2 separate regions of the Mus musculus genome follow, and region 2 is linked to region 1. The links are chromatin contacts, called in public HiChIP or PLAC-seq maps. All regions are on one chromosome and are shown on one strand. Each heading gives the region's core, a stretch centred on a gene start, on an enhancer-like site or on the middle of the called end of the contact. The rest is flanking DNA. Distances are from core to core; before and after follow the strand shown. Region 1 holds the start of Grik3 (glutamate receptor, ionotropic, kainate 3). Region 2 overlaps Grik3 (glutamate receptor, ionotropic, kainate 3).

Evidence for each region. HiChIP or PLAC-seq counts read pairs in DNA pulled down with a chosen protein or histone mark.
Region 2: an H3K27ac HiChIP or PLAC-seq map of embryonic stem cells shows a contact between it and region 1, with 11 read pairs. The contact joins the enhancer-like site here to the promoter of Grik3 in region 1. A contact is called at or near these places in 6 of 39 promoter capture datasets (cranial neural crest, embryonic stem cells, hippocampal neurons and 2 more), 1 of 15 datasets of contacts at CTCF or cohesin (embryonic stem cells), 29 of 484 Hi-C or Micro-C datasets (cortical neurons, embryonic stem cells, nephron progenitors and 2 more), 24 of 115 datasets of contacts at active chromatin or transcription factors (PVALB interneurons, embryonic forebrain, embryonic hindbrain and 6 more) and 1 of 9 other capture datasets (embryonic stem cells).

Annotation. Positions count from the first base shown.
Region 1 is chr4:125,488,818-125,493,628 of GRCm38.p6, reverse strand. Grik3 (glutamate receptor, ionotropic, kainate 3) reads right to left here and starts at 2,933. Exons shown (of 16, transcript NM_001081097.3): 1 at 2,684-2,933. The coding sequence starts at 2,798.
Region 2 is chr4:125,597,920-125,603,290 of GRCm38.p6, reverse strand. The region is part of intron 1 of Grik3 (glutamate receptor, ionotropic, kainate 3); the gene reads right to left. Among named protein-coding and RNA genes, the nearest start is that of Gm32807, 40 kb to the right of the region's middle. Within about 2 kb of position 2,445, at least 13 of the 459 cell types and tissues checked have an H3K27ac peak or open chromatin away from gene starts, as enhancers often do. A contact at or near this core is called in embryonic stem cells, where this site is marked.

The sequences.
Region 1 (4,811 bases), core at 1,684-4,183:
ACTCTCTCTCTCCCTCACTCTCCTTTGTTACTTGCAAACCATCCAAGCAATCAATGCCTTGACCTCTCCCTCTGATAGACACAATTACAAAAAGACAGAGCAGTGCAATTCATCTATTCAAGACAGATTGTTTGAACACTCTGTCACACTGCTGAGCGATCCATCTCCTTGTCTAGGAGGGAATTTCAGCCCCCAAAAGAGGCACAAAGAGAAGGGGCGGGGAACACCCTCCCCAGGCCAGAGAGCCCATCTTGCACCTGCAGGTAAACCCTCTCTGGTCCTGTGCTCAGCGACGACGCCTGGCTGCTGGAGGAGGGATTCGGGCTCCAAGCTCCAGCCGCTCCAGCAGAAGCACCCAGCATGCTTCAGAGAAGCTCAGTTTCCAGGGCCTCGATCCCTGCAGCCCCAGCCAAGAGAGAGGCCTCAGATCCCAGAGATGGGGATAGAGAGACTGCATCCAGCCTAGCCAAGGCAGTAGTATCTTTGGGTTGCAGCATGTCTTCCCTCCCCTCCTCTCCCCTCCTCCTCCTCCTCCTCCTCCTCTTCCTCCTCCTCTTCCTCCTCCTCACTCTGCTTCCCTATTCCTGGTGCTCTACCTCCAGCTGAGGTTCAACTTCAAGCTCTAGAAGGACAGGCAGCTCCAAAGAAGCCCAGAGGCCTCAAATCCTTCCCATCCTCCACCCAAAGCTGGCCCTGCTCCAGTAGTCACGTTTGGCATCAGTACAGCACCCCAGTCCTCGGGCTGGGAGTCAAATAGGGCAGGGCTCTTGGATATAAATGGTCTGGGCCGACACGCTAATTAATCCTAGGGCTTAATATGAAGAAGATTAGAAGAGAGGGGGCTCTGCCGTCCCTAATTGCGCTATTACACTGTGACTCACGAAAGGGACGGGTTTGGAATGTGTTCTTTCTCCGGGCAATGAGCAGACCTCTATATACTGTCCCAGTGGCAAGAGCAGGTGAGGTCTAGTTACCCTGCCCATTTGCAGCCCATATCTCTGAGGCTGTGGTTAACCTGTTCCTGTCTCTCTAGGCTTCTAAAGATTTCCATTCCTGAAACTGGGCTGGAAACACACCCACCCCACCCTCTGGAGGGGAAAGACCAAGGAAGACAGGCCTGCAAAGCGTGGGGGTGGGGGAAACACAGCACCCTTCGAGGTCCCCTCTCTATCTCAAGGACACTCTACCATGAAGGTCCCCCAAAACCACAAGGACTGAGAGAGGAAATAATAAAAATGAAAAAAGCGGTGGCCCACTACTAAACGATTAGCTAGAATGGTGGCCAAGCCAGTTCTGGGGCAGTAATAGACAGGAAACATTCGTGGCAGCCCAGACACCTGGACTTCAAAGGGTTAAACTTGACTGTGAGGTCTGTCCCCAGATCCCCCCCCCTCCCTTCCCTAGGAGCCTCAGGGTGTTGTGCCTGCCCATCCTGGTCCGGAATCGGACTGTAGGCACTGGAAGACCTCAACATCTGCAGATCTGAGGATCGTTCTCTGTTCCCGTTCTGAAGCTGAGTTCAAGTGGACGTGGCTCCGGGTAGAGTGAACGAGAGGACTGCCTCCTAGGAGAAACCTCAAGTACCCATAAACCAAGCCTGGCCCGAGTTTCCTGCATCCTCGTCGCACTGCCGGCCACATAAAGTCCGCTCTTGCAGAAGCAAAGGCAGCCCCTTGAAGAGAGTCCTGGAGGAGGAGGAGGAAGGTTGCCTTGTCTCGGTAGAGCTCGGTAGGCTGCGCACCAGATGTTGGTGTCTCGCGAGCCCGAGCTGCCCAGGTCTCCGGCCTGGTGCGGGCCGCCCACGGTAACGATGGCTCCTGGGTAGCCCAGCTTAGCTCAGCCCCGAGAAGTGAGTGGGCTAAAGACTCGCGTGGGCTCCCGCCCAGCCCTGAGCGCTGCCACGCAGGGTGCCTCCGGCGGCCACAACAAAGTTAAAGCCCAGAGTAAGAAATCTGCAGCGGTGAGAGAAGCCGAGAAGCCAGAGCCCCAAAAAGCCGCGCGCAGACTGCCAGCCGCCGCCAGCTGCGGAGGGATTTCGGCTAACTTTAAAAGCCACTCGCAACCCTCGTCCCCGGCTGCGCAGGGTTGCCTCCTGCGCTTCCTTTTCCCAGTCTCGGTTACTCCTCATCGAAAGAGGCCTGGGCCTGGGGGACCTGCTCTAGCGACAAGCAGGGGACTGACCCTCTCCTGCCCCGAGCCTCGGCCAACTAGGGGCAAGGAAATCCGCCATCCTAATCCGGCGAATCCATCCCCTGTACCCCTTGCTCCAGCGAGGTGCCCGTGGGGGGGAGAGAAGTTGGCGCCTTCCCCAGGGCTCCCACTCTGCGCAGAAGCCAGTCCCAGAACTAGGTCTGCGGCCATCCTTGCCAGCAGTCGCGGCGAAATTCCCCCGAGGCGCTGGCTTAGGGCTAGAACCTTCGCCACACTCCACCGCGTCGCCTACCCCGGAGCGTATCCAGGTTCCCTAGCCACCGCGGCCCGGTTGCCTCTTCCCCGTAAGGCCCCGCGACCCGGGCTTTGGAACTTTGTCCTCCCCCTCTAAGAGCTCCCAGCAGACACCCGAACCCTGCAGCCTAGAGGGAGGTTGGGACAATCTTTCGGATCACGTTCAGAGCACCACTATCCCCCAATTCCCGTCCCCACCCGAGCGCGCAGAGACCCCCGGCTCTAGGGGAGCCCTTACCGATCCGGATGACGTGGGGCATCCCGCGCGAGTCTGGGATCCAGAAGGCGCACACTAGGAACCCGGCCCAGTATTCCCAAACCAGACTCCGGAGGCGCCGCCAGGGAGCGGTCATCGTTGGGCGCCACGGAGCGTGCCCGGGGCGCGGCCGTGGCGGGCTCCCTGGGGCGGCAGCTCTAGGCGCGGGCGCGCAGCAGCCCCCGAGGCGCCGCCTGGCCCAGCCGCCCGGCTCCGGAGCGCCTCTGCGAGTGGGGGGCGCCCCGCGGCGCTGCGCACATCTTACTGGGGGGCCGCCCCGCCGGCGCCCGCCCCGCCTCGGCTGCCGCCCACGGGCCGCCCGCGAGCGAAGGCTCCTGGGCTCCGCCCGGGCTCCGCTCGGACTCGGCTGCGGCGTCTCCGGCTCGCGTCGGCTCGGCTCCCGCGCGGGCTTCCCACCTGCCCCGGCTGCCGGGCGGGCTTGCACGCGTCTCCGGCCGCTCCTCCTCCAGCCGCCGCTGATGCTATCGCCCGGGCTCGCACAAAGCCCCGGAGTGGAGTTGCACGCGCGCACACACTCCCTCCCAGCCCCCTCCCCCGCGCCCTGCCTCCCGCCTCCCGCGCCGCCCGCCGCCCGCGCTCCCTCCGCGTACTCCCCCGCGCACACACGCTTCCCACTCACACTCGCCCGGGTGCACACTTGCGCGCTCACACCTGCGCAGGGGGCGGGGAAAGGGACCCTGGACAGGATTTGGGAGGGGGGACACCCGGAGGATGGAGACTATCCTCCGCAGCTGAGGCGTCCCCATCTGCCCTGCCGCCCCCAGGGCAAGGCACTGAGCCGGGGAGCCAAGCGTAAAGCGGCGGAGCTGGCACCAGGAGCTGGGAGACGGCGGCAACCCAGCGGCCCGACCAGCTGGAAGAGACGCGCCCGCCGAGAGCCGCGAGACCCGGAGCCTGCCGTCTGCGGAGCCTCGCCTTTCAGCTCCCACGCGGCCGACGCTGGCTGGACGGCGGCGGCAGGAGACTGACCTGGAGCTGTTTTTCACTCTTGATCTCTAGCCCTTGGGAAAGCAGGGCTGGCCCAGGGCTTGGAGGTTTAGGGAGTGGGGTTGGGAGTAGAAATCAGAGAACCGTAGGAGCTGAACTAGGGAATGCGGAGCTTCAGAAACTAACCGTGAGGGAGACACCAGGCCAGACCCTCTGCGTGGAAGGTAGGACTTGACCACGCACCATCAGTAGGAGGACTACTGAGAAAATTCGCAAAAGCCTTCGTTTTCGAGGGCCGCTGGAGTTGGAGCCCGCTGGGTTCTCAGTCCTCTTCCGCAACTATGCGGGAGGAACTGGAGCCCCCTCCCGGATTCCTCCTGAGAAACAATACAGAGAAACTGTATTGTTCATGGGACAGAGTAGGATACACAGGGGGGGAAGCCGAAAGGGTTAAAAAGAAATGTTGTTTATTACCAATAATAAATTTTTTTTCAAGTGGCGCTGGGTGCTGAGGGAAGAGAAGGGCTGTGAAGCGAGGCAGGAGCAGGAGGCTGCGAATTACGCAGCTAGGCGAGTTTAATGACCTTTTTGACAGAGACAAAGCGGTACCGATACAGTAGATAAATAAACGGATCTGTCACCGGGCAGCGGCTAGGCTGTGTGCGAATTTATTTTTCTCATTTAAATAATTTGATCTATTCAATCATTTCCAATCTCTCCCATTTGCCAGCTGCCTGGTAAGAGCATGGCCCCCTACATCTGAAGAGCAAATCTTTAATTTTCCTACAAATAGATAATGCGTTGCGCTCCAAACAGGCCTGTTAATTTTGCCGTCTTTTCTTTCCCGCCCTATGTGGCGCAGGGCTTCCAGGCATTGTGTGGAGTTGTGAATAAGGCAGTGTAGCCAATTAGCAATTAGGAAGGGACTTCTTCCCATCTGAACTTGCACCAGTGGCCTTGGGAGCAAAGGGTTCCTGGGCTCTGCCCAATAAAAGAGAGGCGTGTGTACGAGTTCCGGGACATCCTAGGTGATCAGCTGTTATGCAGAGGTCTCTGAATAGGCCATGCTTGGGCCTTCCCTGGAGCCAGAATGGCTAGTTCCCCAATCGGGCCTCTGAATTTGCCCAAAGAAGCAAAGACACACAGATCGGCAGCGTCAGGA
Region 2 (5,371 bases), core at 1,196-3,695, 110 kb before region 1:
GCCATGCTTCTCACCATAATGATAATGGCCTAAACCTCTGAACTGTAACACAGCTCCAATGAAATGTTATCCTTTATGCAAGTTGCTGTGGTCATGGTGTCTCTTCACAGAGATAAGACCCTGACTAGGTCCCCGGGATTATAAGTCCATGCCAACAGGCCTGGCTTTTTCACATGAGTTCTTTATGTTTGCATGGCAAGAATTTTACTAACTGAGCTCTCTCCCCAGCCTAGTTCCTAGATTTTTCCAGACTGCTTTTTCAACCCCTAAGAATATACCCATGAGGTAGAATCTCTTGAAGACGTTATGATAGCATAGTCAAGTTGGCTAGGACTACAGATGCCATCATAGAAGACTATTGTTGGCTCTATATACTTTATCACCAAGACTACAGGTCCAAGAGGAGACCCACTATCCAATATCTCCACCTCCCTGTAATCAAGATGGCCCCAGAGAGTCTCCTCTGCAGTTGGGCAGTTGGGACAAAAAGCTGACTCTCTTACTGAGGTTTCTCTTTAACTTGGCTTTCGTAGAAGCAGCTGAGCTAACAGGTCCCTGAACACAGAGAGCCTGAGAGATTGCAGACATGGCCTGCAGCGAGCTGTCTGGCAGCTGGGCCCAGGAGAGACACGCATGTTTCTAGCTTTCGCCCTGGGACTGGCTCATCCTCAGGCAACAGCCCTGCTCCTTCTATCCAAGCTACTTCGTTCTCTTTCTGAAGTTTCTCAGGTGTCCTAGAGGTCACCTGAGATGCTGATCAGTGAGGTTTTTACTAACGCCTCTTTTCCGAGCTTTTCTCTTCCTGTCCCTCCTGATCCGGACACCTTTCTCCCTGCCAGAGCCCCTGCAGCTCTGCACCACCATGGCCTGGGAGAGTCAGGCTCTGATCTCAATCAGGCCACCCTTTGTGCCAACTCGGTGCAGGGATGAGGAAGAGGGTGAGGGGGTGTGTACCTCTCAACTAGCTCTGTGCCCTTGTCTCTGTGGGAGGAGGGATAGCAAGTGGAAGGATACACATGGTGGCTAGCTTTCTCTGCTGGACACAACACAGATGATGTCGACTTCCAATAGTTTGTCAAGTTTATGGTGGTGTGGGAGCAAGACACATTGAGTAGTAACTGCCTTGGAATTTTGACCTTGGCCTGGCATAGTGGTGGTGCACAGCACCATACTCTCTCGATGCTAGAAGCAACGAGTAGCAGTTGTCAGTCAGGTGCAATCACTGGCAAGAGGCAAATGATTGATAACACCAGTGTCCTATGTGCTTGGCTTCAAATCAGTGCGGAAGGGTTCATGGAGGTGATGCATTTTCAATTTATACTTACAATGGCCTCACCAGAAGTCAAAGGGTTATCTGTATGTAGTCTAGAAAGGCTGAAAGCACCCAGCAGAGAGTTCCAGGGACGGGCTTTCTGCTGCTGTTCTGGAAAAGGAGATGTATGTCTCTCTTTCCATTCATTCATTCATTCATTCAGTCAGTCACTCACTCACTCACTCACTCATTCATTTGCATATCCATTCGCTACACAGCTAATTACTGGCCACAACTCTGAGCAGTCGGCACAGTGCAGGTACCAGGTGAATAAGAGCAATAAAAGCCTCCAAGCACCGCAGGAGCTCAAGGCTCTGACAGGAAATGGCCGTGGGCAGCAAATAAAGCACTCGAAGGGCTCCAACTTTCCTGTGATGATTGCTTGAAACACAGCAGGGGCTCAGGAGAGACAGGGCTGTGGCCATTATAGGAGAAGCAACCTGTGACTTGCCTGAGTCCAGATGTGGGAGGAGCCTGGCAGCCAGGTGCAGGGAGGCTGGCCTTGGTCCAACTGTATGAAAAGGGCTTGTATTTGGGCAGGGCCAGTAGGGAGAGATGAAGGAGGATGGAGGTGTGTGCTATAGGGATGACTACTCTAGAACTGGCCAGTGGTGAGCAGGGGTGGGGAGTGGGCTCTGGAAAGGGAAAAGGGGTGTATAGAAGATGACCTCAAGGCTTAACTGAGGACATTATACAGTTAAGTCACCTTACATTGCTGCTACCACTCCCCCACCTACACCACCTTGATCAGTCCTCTCTATGGCCTCGTGTTTCTGTGGCTTTGTCAGGAATGGGAACACGGGTGCTGCTTGCCACACGGGATGCCCCTACGGCTTCAGCAGCATTAATCAGCAAGAGGAAATCAGTTACAGAGACGGAGGGCCTTTGCCTGCGTCTCCAGTATTGGGAAAAGCCGCAGTTCAGTTCCAAGGAAGGGCTGTGCCCACCCCTAAGGTCCCAGGGGGGGTTTCCTGATTGAGTCCTGAGGCCTGGTGGCAGTTGTTTTAATTGATCTGGTGATATGTGGAGCTTTGTCTGTACAACTCGGGGACACACAAGTCAAATACAGCGACATCGACCACGTCAAGAGGATGGCTGCAGGCTCCTGAGCTGTCCAGAGACCCTGATGAGGGATGGGCTGTCATCAGGCGGAGGAGCCAGAGCCTAGCTGCTGGAGAGAGGGCTGCACCAGGTGCTGCAGAGGGGCCTGGGGATTGGTGAATGTCCTTGCCGGAAGGCAGCAGGATCGGAGATCTAGAACTACCACAGGGGCTCCTGGAGACAAGCAGGGCATCCACCCGCTCTCCTGACAACAGAGCAGTCCCAGAGTCCACCCTCCTGCAGCCCTGCAAGGAGTTGAAAGGCTGAGACCTTCCTGAATGGCTTGGACCCCCCTCTCCAGCCTCAGCCCTTCAGTCCAGTGCAGGTCACCCTTCTCTCTCAAAGTCCTCATCACTGTCCCACCCAACTGCCCTTTGCCTCCTGACTTTCCTCAGCCTAGACAGCGGCCGACCCTTCCAGCCTCCCAGTTCACTCTCCCTCCTCCAGCTTCCAATCCTGTTCTGAGCCTGGGTGGCATTCGCTGCCTTCCTTTTGTCCCACCCGGAAGCCATCGACAGACATCACATCTGCACCTTTTCACATTCTCTATCTCTGACCTTCTAGAAGAAGCACAAGGTTCTGCCAGTGAGGGGACAGGCTACAAGGGCTAGCCACTGACCAGAAGGAGCTTCAACCAGGAGGCGCAGGAATGTGAACAGACAGTCACACAGCTTCTAGTCCCCAGGGAGATCTCCACTGAGCACGCACAGTTTCGCAGAGGTTCCAGCAGGATGATACGCAGAGCGACGGGAGTCCCAGTATAGCCCCCTGATTCTTTTCTTTCCTACCCTGGCCTCCCTGCATCTCTGGGTGCTGCTTCCTGGGGCCATTCTCCAGATAAACTCTCAAACCCTCACCCTTCTCCGAATAAGGGGATCTCCTGAGCTCTGAGGGTCTTTCCCCATGTGGCGACACTCTGTAGAGACAGGGCATGTGTCTCACTCCACTCTCTATTTACTCTGTGACTGTCATCTGCAGGGTGAGGTCTACACGTTTGTCATTCAGGTACCTTCTTATCTTTCCCAGGGTCTGCACTAGCAGAGAGGCTGTCAAAGCACATTGTTAAGTAAATGCTAACACACACACACACACACACACACACACACACACACACACACACCATTGCTTGCTTTAAGAAGCTAATTCCAGTTCAGGCTTTGATATTTACATGACAAATCAGACACTGTACAAATACCCTCAGGGCCACCAGCAATGAAGACATCCAGCTAAGAGGACTGGGCTCCTGAAGTTCCTCACCCCTACCCAGCCCGGATGAGGAAACTGAGGGTAAGACACCCTGAAAAGACATGGTGACCTACTTCTGCTTGGAAAGGGTCAGGAACATGGACTGACATGTGGGTCAGTGGCTGAAGAGGCCTTGATAGTCACTGATGGTGGAGGGAGTCGGTCTATAACCTAAGTAACAGTATATCTGTGCTTCGAACAGGCGCCTGCAGGGAAGAGGGGCCAGCACCAGGAAAAGAGCGCTGCCCCAGTGGCCACCAAGAAGCAGGAGTAGGCAGAGGTTAGGTAGAGAAAAATCAGTGAAGAGAACGAGAGATGTTATCACTCCTGTCCTCCTCTGTTTTAAATATCAATTGCTATGCAGGTTAAACACTTATTCAGATGCCTTTTAGCTTAAAAGCAAGCTAATTGATCTCTGGAGATGGAGAATGAACAGTGAAGAAACTGCACTAATTATAGAATCAGCTTTTACTCTCTGTTTTATTTTGTTCTTCTCTGACAATGCAGCCGGAGTGACAGAAATGAGCCTGGGGGAGCAAACAAAACCAAAAAACACATGTTTTCACTACTTGATGATATCCAAACACGTTTTTCCCCTCCTCCAACAGAATTCCTGACTGGGAGGAGCCCCTCCCCCAGGTAGGGCTCTTTCTGCAAACTGCTCCCAGACAGCGACCCTCAAAGGCGGAACCACATGATGTTACAAAAGTCAGTGCGGTCGTCCCTAGCCAAGATCTACCAACATTCTCTGCTCTCAGTCATGCTCCCTTCAGGCCCCACCTTCTTATGTGGGCGTGGCTTGCCTGGGTGGCCAATGGAGCTCAGTGTTGCCTGGGCAGGGGCGGGAGCTTCCGGTCCTTTATGTGGCAGGAGACAATATCTACAGATGAGAAACTTTTTGAGTTGTGCTGTGATGCTCAATCTTAGAGTTTGAAACCGTTCAGAAATCGTGCTATGTGACGGCTTAGGCGAAAAATCAGAAGAGTTCTGGAATCTGACTACCAATCCCAAGCATATTGGATGAAGAGCACTCAACCCGTACCACACAAGGGTGCATCTTGCCTTCGGTCCTCCTGGAGAGACCTCAGGGTCCTTTGGCTTTCTTCTGATCCCAGCCCAGGCTCTGACTCCACTTGTGGACCCTTGGGGTGGAGTAGAGATTGAGCGCCTCTGGCCTTTTGAAGGAACAGCAACTTCAACAGCCACAGTTGGAAAATGAGCAGGGCTCTCCTTTGCTCTGCTCGCTGCGCAGTGAACCTATAAGGTGGGGTATGCAACCCTGCTACACAGACTTGACAACCGCGGAAACCTTTTCTGGCAGATCATCTCACCGGAAAGGCGCTTTGGGGAATCGCTGTGTTCCAGTGATTTGGGCAAAAGTTTTTCCTTCCCCTAGCTTCTGAGGTCTAGGGCTAGATTCTCCATGTGTCAGTCTGCTCCACACTCCCGATGCCCAGCCTTGGGCACTAGAGAGTAACATGAAAGGACGCAGAAAAGATGAAGAGGTCTACTTGTCCCCAGGGTGAACTGAGGGGCTGGGTCCCTCTTTCTCTTAGGCTGATTCCCAGAGCTAGGAGGCTGGCTGATTTAAATGCAGCCTCCGAGCTATGATTACTCGCTCGGCTCTCATTAGTGTGCCGATGTGTGCGCACACCTGGGCAGGTGTGGGCACACATCTTGCTTAGGTGGAAGCCCAGCAGGGTGGAAAGCATG